2 separate regions of the Mus musculus genome follow, and region 2 is linked to region 1. The links are chromatin contacts, called in public Hi-C maps. All regions are on one chromosome and are shown on one strand. The core of a region is the stretch at or near the end of the contact, and the rest is flanking DNA. Distances in the headings are between cores, read along the strand shown. Region 1 has its middle 9.4 kb from the start of Gpr20. Region 2 has its middle 7.5 kb from the start of Gm32355.

Region 1 (4,316 bases), core at 1,302-3,801:
CTCAGGGGCCAGGACCCCATCTGAAGCTCTTAGGTGTCAGGACCCCAGATGTCAGCCAGAGACCCCATTCTTTTGCCTTCTATATACCACAAGCACGGCATGTTCTCAAGTGGTGCCCACCACCTGTCCAACCACTGAAACCAGAATACTGTGTCAGTGCCACCCTCCCATGCTGTCCACAGGTGGTCATTAGGAGGGACACTGAGTCCTCAATGGGTGTAAGAGTCAGTGCTGGAGAGAGAGGGGTTCATGTTTCCCAAGTGATGATTGCACTGGGCTCTGAGGGTCAGTGGGGTCAGGTCTGTCCAAATGGAAGCTGGAGGGTTCAGTATGCCCCACCAGCTAATTGAGAGGGTCAGGGGGTCTCACAAGGCTCCTTCAATGGGTCTGCAGAGGGGGTCCTTAAAGACTCATGGATCAGTGGCTAAGATGAGGCACCCTAATCTTGCACCTCCCCACTCACCTCTCCACCTTGGTTCAGAAGCCTCATGTCCTTCAACCCTCCAAGAGCACACCAGTACATGCCCGTGCACACATGGAAACCCTCCATGTGTTAGGTCCCAGCCGTGCGACTTCAGACAGGCCAACTGCCTCCCTGGGGTATGTTTTGCCCTTCTACAAATGCCATATCTTGGGCGTGTACACAAAGGAATCTGCTCTGACAACGGAGTCGCAGCTGAATGGATAAAGAACTGTGGCGTTTATACACAGTGGGGCTTTATTCAGCCATGACAAAGAATAAATATGCCCTTTGCAGGAAAGTGGAGACCATCTCAAGGGAGATACGCCAGGTGTGGGGTGGGGTGATGAAGTACAAGCTGGGCTATCAGAGAACAGGAAGGAACCCCGTCGTGAGGGTCAAATGTGGTGACAGGAAGACAAGATACAGTCAAATGACTTAGATGCTTTTCTGTAATATGAGGAAACACGCTACATAAGAACCAGAGGGAAAGGGCTGAAGAGATGGCTCAGTGATTAAGAGCACTGACTGCTCTCCCAGAGGTCCTGAGTTCAATTTCCAGCAACCACATGGTGGCTCACAACCACCTGTAATGGAATCTGGTGCCCTCTTCTGGTGTGTCTGGAGACAGCTGCAGTGTACTCACATACATAAAATAAAGAACCAGAGGGGAAAATCTTAACCAAAACAACAACAAATATATGTGTGTGAGTGTGTGTGTGTGTGTGTGTGTGTGTGTGTGTGTGTGTGTGTGAGTGTGTGTGTGAGTGTGTGTGTGTGTGTGTGTGTGTGAGTGTGAGTATGTGTGTGTGTGTGAGTGTGTGTGTGTGTGTGAGTGAGTGAGTGTGTGTGTGTGTGAGTGAGTGTGTGTGTGTGTGTGTGTGTGAGTGTGTGAGTGTGTGTGTGAGTGTGTGAGTGTGTGTGTGTGTGTGTGTGTGTTGTATAAAATGGTCCCTGAAAATTCTTAGTTGGGGTCCCTGATGTGCCCATCCTCAGGCACAGCCAGCCCTGGGCTGAACCTATGGGCCCAGGAAGTGTCACAGACTTTTCCTTGCTTGACGGTGCGTGGAAGGCAACCTGAAGCAGGCCTGCGTCAGCCCGCAGCACCTCCAGATGCCTGGAGGGGAGAGGGACATGACCCTACACCTCTAACCACCCCTCCCCTTTGGCCTCAGCAGTGGTAGGCCCTCTGTGTGTTAAATAAGGGCCTTTCAGACCATGACTAGGCTGCCCGGCAATGACCACTCTATTCCAGAGCAGAACAGCCCTGTTTCTGCCTTGGGGTTTCTAGTCCTCTGTGGAGGATAACAGGAAGTTTGTGATTTGGTTGAAATGGAAAACAGAACTTGTCATTTGTTTGCTCTGCTGTTCTGACCAAGTTAGATTAGGGCCTCTGAAATGGTCAGGAGGAGCAAGATACAGGGGAGAGAGAACAATGGAGGGACTGGTGACTGGACCATGGTCCTCTGTCGTGGTCCCCTCGAGTCTCGACCCCAGTACCGCTCCTCATCCCCTACCTCTTTCCCTGGTCCCACACCCCACCCCTTATCCTCTTCCCCGGCCCCTCAAATGGTAGAAGGAAGAGAAGAAGAACGCTGATATGACTCCGGGGCAACATTCAGATAGACTGGGGAGTACAGCAGGAAGCTTCGGGGAATGGGGTGACACAGAATGCCTCAGGCATCCAAACAAGACTCCACAGAGGGCAGACGGACAGACAATCCATTGACCCAGGATTTGGAAAACCTGTAGTACCCAACAAAGGACCCTAGCGGGTGGCTGTACCTGCTGGGTATGGGCGCCCCCTGGAGGAAGCCTGTGGGAAAACAGTAGCCAGCCCCGCCGGGGGGGGGGGGGGCAGGAGTGCGGGGGAGGTTTGGGAGGGACGGGGACAGACACGGAGGTCCAGGCTAAGGACAACTGAAGCCTCATCCCTGGGGCGGGGGCACAAGAATACAGAAGAAAAAACTCAATCTCTGACCTCTGGAACCTGAAGATGATTCTCTCTCCCTGTGCTGAAGCGTAGGACCTACACCTCGTTCCCATTTCCCGAGTCTCCAGCAGGGGGAACTCAGGGACAGGAGCTCCGAGAGGCCAAATGCCCTCTGCACTTGTAAGCACTTGCCACCAGAGGGTCGCATGGCTCTCCGGAGCTATAGAGACTGAAGGCACCCCAGTGATGGCAAATCACTCTCGTCGTCCCCTCCATAGAGAAGCTGACCTCCTTCCATCAAGCCTTTTTTAGGGGAGCCTGTGCTCTTGTTTCCAGAAAACATAGCCCAGAGAGTAGCAATCTCTGCCATGAGAGGACCATGGTTGGTTAGTGTTTTGAAACAGGATCTCACAGCCTCAAACTTATGTTCTTCCTATCTTAGCCTCTTGATAACTAGGATTGCCCTGCCCTATCAATCAGAGGGTTCAAACTGGCCTCTCCCTTGATCTGCTAGCTTGCAAGGCTGAACTATAAAATGCTGTTGAGAAGGGGTCACCATCTGATCTGGGGTACAAGCACCCCAGGTCATCCAGTATCATCTAAGGATGCTTCTTAAGAGTTGGCAGGCCATGCACTACGTCCCCAAGAGTGGCAGACTCACAGGTCTGGGTGACATTAGCCTAGGACACACAGGAGGTTTCAGGCCAGTGAAGGTGGGAAGGGCTGGCGCAGGAACAGCACCTGTAAGGTACAGAGGCATGAAGGGGGTGTGCTGGCAGCTGGCCATGACAAAGTTGGTTGGGACCACACAGTTGGCACCCTAGCAAGATACCTAGATGGCATGGGGTTTCAGGTGCCACCTGACCGAATGAAGAAAAGAAAGAGAGAGAGAGAGAGAGAGAGAGAGAGAGAGAGAGAGAGAGAGAACATGACTATTCCTTGTTCGGATGGAGAAGATTTATTGTAGAACAAAGGGAGAGTATAGTCACAGGGAAGGACAGCTGGGAGAGTCCAGAGTGGACATGATCCTGAATTGGACCATGTGAGAAGACAGGGGAGGAGAAAGGGGAGAGTCAGAAGAGGAAAGAGTAGAGCAAACAGGCCAGGTAACCAAAATGGCTGGATTGTATACCAAAGGGCAGCTGGGGGAAGGGCATCTCAACTTCTGGGCTGGAGAAGTTTAGGCTAAGGGGTGGGGTATGCTAGCCATACCTTGTAACGCACAGGGGCTGAGGGATGCTGGGAGAACGTGTCAGCCAGGCCTGCTGTGATATGTTAAAGAGACACCTCAGTTAGCCCTTTGTGCCAGGTTTGAAACCTAACACTGACATGTCTTGCTTGGCTTTCCCCAAAGCGTGGGGAAACCTTCAGGGGCTGGGGATGGGTGTGCTAGTTCATGGATCTGGAGTTAGAGCTGACGACTGCTGAGTGGCCGCTGTGCGCCAGACTCAGGGCCTGACACGTGTTCTGCCCCATCTTTCCTCTCTCCTAGCAGAACAGGAAGCATCTATGCAAAACCAATCTCCAGGCTCCCAACGCCATCCAAGTCCCCTATCTTCTGCCCTGGATGATAGTTAGAAGGGCTAGGTCAGAGCAGAAGCCAAGGACCCAGTGAGTTCAGGTTAGACCGCTGTGTCCTCAGACTTGGAGGAAGCAGAGGAAACCAGATTCCAGAATTTGTCACCAGATGTCCTGAGACATCACCAAGCCCCGCCACAGAGACTCAGTGGCCAAAAGCAAAGACTCCCCTGCTAGAAGCCAGATTGGCCTGCTTTCCTGGAGATTCAAGCATCAAAAGTCTTTGGGCACAATTTGCCCCCAGTTTCCTGTGCTGGGCCAAGGTACCTGGGGAAAGGTACTATCCCTCCAGCTGCAGTGACTCAGCATAGGGGACCCATGCAGACACTCCCCACACAGCCCCAA
Region 2 (4,316 bases), core at 866-3,365, 270 kb before region 1:
TTACCCTCTTACCTACTGTGGACACATGACTGAGTGGCCAGGTTCCTTACCTCATGGAGTCCATCAAATTAGAGAGGCAGATAGTGAGAGTCAACAGCTAGCAGGGAGAGGAAAGGTGAGAGTCTGAAGGTCTAGGGACTGGGCTTAGAGATCTGCAAGTCCAGGGGCCTTGGGAGGAAGGAGGATCAGAGAGACCTCGGAGATGCTTTCTCATTGCCCTGAAGTAGTAGGCAAGCTCTACTACACCAATGGGCTAAGGAATGCTTAGATTGAGGTAGGGCAGAGGATACAGGAGAGGTGTGTTCTAAGGTTTAGTCACGTGCAAGCCACAGGATGGTAGAGAGAAGGGAGATAGCAGCTGAGGCCTGTACTGTAAGCTGGTCAGGATGCTCCTTGCTGAGAGCTCAGTGCACAGAGACACAGGCCAGGGTAGAAAGGAATAAATGAGACACGGTGGCCCAGGCTGTTATTAGTGCCAAGCAGATGTGCTTAGCAGTTCCTCCTGAGTCAAGAGAGATTCGCACCATCCTTTACAGGGAGAGATGCTTGGGCTGGCAGTTAGCAGAACTATCTCAAACCTGACAAGCTACAACTAGTCCCCAGGCCATGTCTCTGAAGAGCCTGCCCATTGTGCCATTGTGCCATTGTGGTCAAACCTCGGCCCCTGAGCTACAAACTGCTGTTACTCTGTACGCACAAGGCTTTTCATTGTGAGGGGCCTGAATTCTTGTCAGTTTTTTGTGACTAAGACAAAATACCTGAGACAAAGAGCAAAGAGGAAGAAAAGATATGCCTCACAGTTCAAAGATTCCAGCCCGTGGTCACCAGGCCCTGTTGCTTTGGGTCTATGGCAGCAGAGTATATCATGGTGGCAGAGAAGGCCTGTTCACCCCTCAGAGCAAGGAAGCTGAGAGAGGGGGTAGGTTCCCCATACTTTTCTTCAAGGGGGCACCAATGACTTAACTTCCTACCACCAGGCCCCACCTCTTAAAGACTCCACCCTCCAATGTCCCTGGCTATGATTAAGTTAGTATATGGGCCTTTGGGGAACATTCCCGACATAACCGTTGCCCATGGGTTTACAGAGAAGAGGTAAAGCCCTGGGGTGCAGAAAGCTCTGTCCTGTGTAAGCTGGAAGGATGAAGAGGGACTAGCAGCTGCAGGCTTGCTCATGAGTATGTCTGTGTGGATGCATCTGTGTGTCTCTCTGTACCCCTAAGTGTACCTATGTGAAAGAGGAGGCCACAGAGGCAGGTGGTGACCCTAAGACAATGACCTAGACTCAGCCTGTTCTGGGACAGTAATTTCCTAGAGTTCATGTGCAGGTGAGATGGTCTCAGGACCTTCCCACCACAGGGCTGGGACAATGTTGTGTGTGTCTGAGATCATGTCATTCTTTCACGGAATACTCAAATTCAGACCCATTTTGTTCCAGGCCTGAGGCCAGCCAGCCAAGGATCTGAAGAGATGGCTCTGGAACCTTGGCCTCCATATCTTACCTCTGTCTCTTCCTCTGTCCTTTGGCCATATTGGCTGGGCCTCCCCATCAGGTCTGTATCCCCAGCCATGACCTTCACAGAAGACCAACAAAATATGTTCCCTTGAGAAAACCCTATAATCATAATTCCCTTAAGATCCATACAGAAATTCCTATGTAGCTTCCCAGAAAGAGCTGTCCATTTCTTTAGCAGGTGTACTGTGATCATGTGCTTAGCAAACAGATACTGAACCCAAAGTCAATACCTACTTCACTTCAGGCCAGTAGCCTCAGACACACCCAGGAATCAGGCCTGGAAGGACCCTAGGTTATCTCCTCCCCTGAGTTCTACTTGGCCTTGTTCACGTGCACACTGCTCCACAGTGACAGCTTGTGATCCTCAGCCTTACTCTAAGGCAAAAAAAGAGCCCTATGCTGAGCTAGTGTGCACCCCAGCCTGGCACATAGTAGGTACTCAATAAAGGAAGGTAGGGAGACAGGCAGGGTAGGGGGAGGTAGAGAGAAGAGAGAGGTCTCCAGTGGTTTTCTCGGAAGCAGCCTTCCCCCTCTCTCCCTCCCCTCTGCCCCCACCCCCGGTTGGCTGGGCTCCCTTGTCCTGAGTCAGCACGCCTGTGCATGTGCCTGTGTGGCCGTGGGTGGTGGCAGTGGGCTGGGACATTCTCATGCCAAGCAGGCTCTGCGCGCGCTGTCCTCGCCGCCTGCACAGTTCTCTCGTTGCTGCGTCTGAAAATGTCAACTTCTTATCTCGCCAGAATTTTTCCTGACTTGGAGAATTCAATAAAGAAGCTGAGTAACACTTAAAATAATAATGAAGCCCGGGGTTGCTGCAACTCCCGGCTGGCTCTGCGGCCAGGCTGCCTTGCCGCCATGATCAATCTTCATTTTCACACCGGGTGCCAGACAGCTCTGCAGGGTGGGGCTGGCCGGAAGCCCTGGGGAATTCACAGGCCACCAGGATGCCCGGGCACTCACCTGCTACTCTGAGCAGCGGGAGAGAGAGGCCATGCTGAACCTAACCTCCCTCACACACCAAGTCACTCCACATCGCAGTACCCCATCACTTACTACACCTGCTTCCCTGTGCCTGGACCCGTGCTGTTCCGTCCACCCAGTGCTAGCATCAAGGAAACTCCTATCTACTCCTCAAAACCCAGCTCAGGGTTCAGATAAGCCTCACTAGTTCTGTAGCCTTTGGACAGAGCAGTGTGCTCAGAGGGGTTTGTGGGTTGGAACCCCTCGGCTGCTTTCCTCTATTTTTGCCACCATGTGTTAACTAGCTAAGCACACTGCAATAGGTATGCAGAGACAAGAGGCTCGCCCAGGATCCAGAGATGCAGCAGCTGAATCCAGAAATAGCTGGGACTGTCTGCTACTACCCAGAAGCCCTTTCGGCCTGAGAGTGCCTAGCTGATAGATGAAGAGACTGGAAACCAGAAGGGAGAGAGAGAGAGAGAGAGAGAGAGAGAGAGAGAGAGAGAGAGAGAGAGAGAGAGAGAGAGAGAGAGAGAAAGAGAGAGCTGCATCCTGACAGAGGCAGCCCTGAACTGGAAGGCCCAGATATCACTATGGGGACGAGGCATGTGAGCTCTGGGTCCTGGCTGCCCTGTGAACTTGGTCGAGTTCACTGACACTGGAGGAGGCCCACTGTGTTCACCTGTGAGATCAGACCATGGTTGTCCAATCAGCAGGGTATATGGCTGGCCCATGCCCACAATGGAGGCCTATGTGAGAGCCAATCAACCTTGCTTGTTGCTCGGGGCTCTCCAGTCCTTCCTCAGTCCCTCAAGGGCCTCGCTGTTTGGTTTGAATCTACTCCAATTTGTCAACAGCTTTCTTTACAGGGGCTCTTACCGAATGTCTGCAAATTGACTCCTAGGCTAATGAGAACCAATTAATCTTCCCTCCTCCCTCCAACCCCGGCCAGCATCAGCCTAGCCCATCTCTCACTGCTCTCTTCTCTAGGCACAGAGCAAGGCCAGGACGAAAAGATCCAGCCTAGAGCAGCCACAGGCCTGAAGTGAGATGAGAACTCTGTGGGAGACCCTAGACCTCACCTATAACAGCAGCAGCCATCCCCAAAAGGAAAGCAAGCCCCAACTTGAAGATTCTTGGATGTTTGTATGGGTGCTGGAAAACCTTTCACGGAGATGGTCTGAATGAGAGGAAGGCCCACCTGCATGACAGGGAAGGAAACCCTGGGAAGAGGCTGAGACTGCGACTCAGTTGGGAGTTTGTTTAGCATTTGCAAAGCACTGGAACTGATCCTCAGCATCCCATAAACCACAAGGAGGCGACACATACCTGTAATTGTAGCACGCGGATGATGGGGGTAGGAGGATGAGGAGTAGGGTCATCCTTGCATGTGTTGAATCCACAAGGCCAGCCTGGGCTACATGAGAGCAGGTGTTAGCAAATGACTCAACCAATGTCCACCAAATGGCTGTGAAGGCCTGGTCACTGGAACAGCCTAACGTACTCATTACCATAGAGCCAGGCTGTTTGGGGGAGCTAAGAAAACTGAATCTTTGCCATGGAGCCCAGAACCCTTCCTGTCTGCTATGCTGCAGAGACACACGACATTAAAGGGCTGAGGCAGAGAGAAATGCCATTCTGGGTAGGTCATCACAGCCATGACTGGCCCACCAATCTGAGGCTCCCAGGATACTGGGCCATGCTGGCTGTCTCCACTCCTCAGGGTCGGCAGCTCACTGGCCTCTGTGTGGCACAGTGGCGACTCCATCCATCCAAGCCTGGACCTTGGGGAACAGTATCCTCACATTTGCCCAGGATCATGGCTGTACTCAGACCTTTCTGCTTA

The links. A called contact is a pair of places that touch in the nucleus more often than the background predicts.
Region 2: a contact with region 1 is called in a Hi-C map of cerebral cortex, with 6 times the contacts expected there. The contact joins two enhancer-like sites. A contact is called at or near these places in 3 of 39 promoter capture datasets (embryonic stem cells, hippocampal neurons and stem cell-derived epiblast-like cells), 20 of 484 Hi-C or Micro-C datasets (B cells, the N1E-115 cell line, cerebellar granule neurons and 9 more) and 1 of 9 other capture datasets (pancreatic islet).

Annotation. Positions count from the first base shown.
Region 1 is chr15:73,714,731-73,719,046 of GRCm38.p6, reverse strand. No RefSeq gene overlaps it. Among named protein-coding and RNA genes, the nearest start is that of Gpr20, 9.4 kb to the right of the region's middle. Within about 2 kb of position 2,551, at least 18 of the 459 cell types and tissues checked have an H3K27ac peak or open chromatin away from gene starts, as enhancers often do. A contact at or near this core is called in cerebral cortex and hippocampal neurons, where this site is marked.
Region 2 is chr15:73,980,375-73,984,690 of GRCm38.p6, reverse strand. No RefSeq gene overlaps it. Among named protein-coding and RNA genes, the nearest start is that of Gm32355, 7.5 kb to the left of the region's middle. Within about 2 kb of position 2,115, at least 35 of the 459 cell types and tissues checked have an H3K27ac peak or open chromatin away from gene starts, as enhancers often do. A contact at or near this core is called in cerebral cortex and hippocampal neurons, where this site is marked.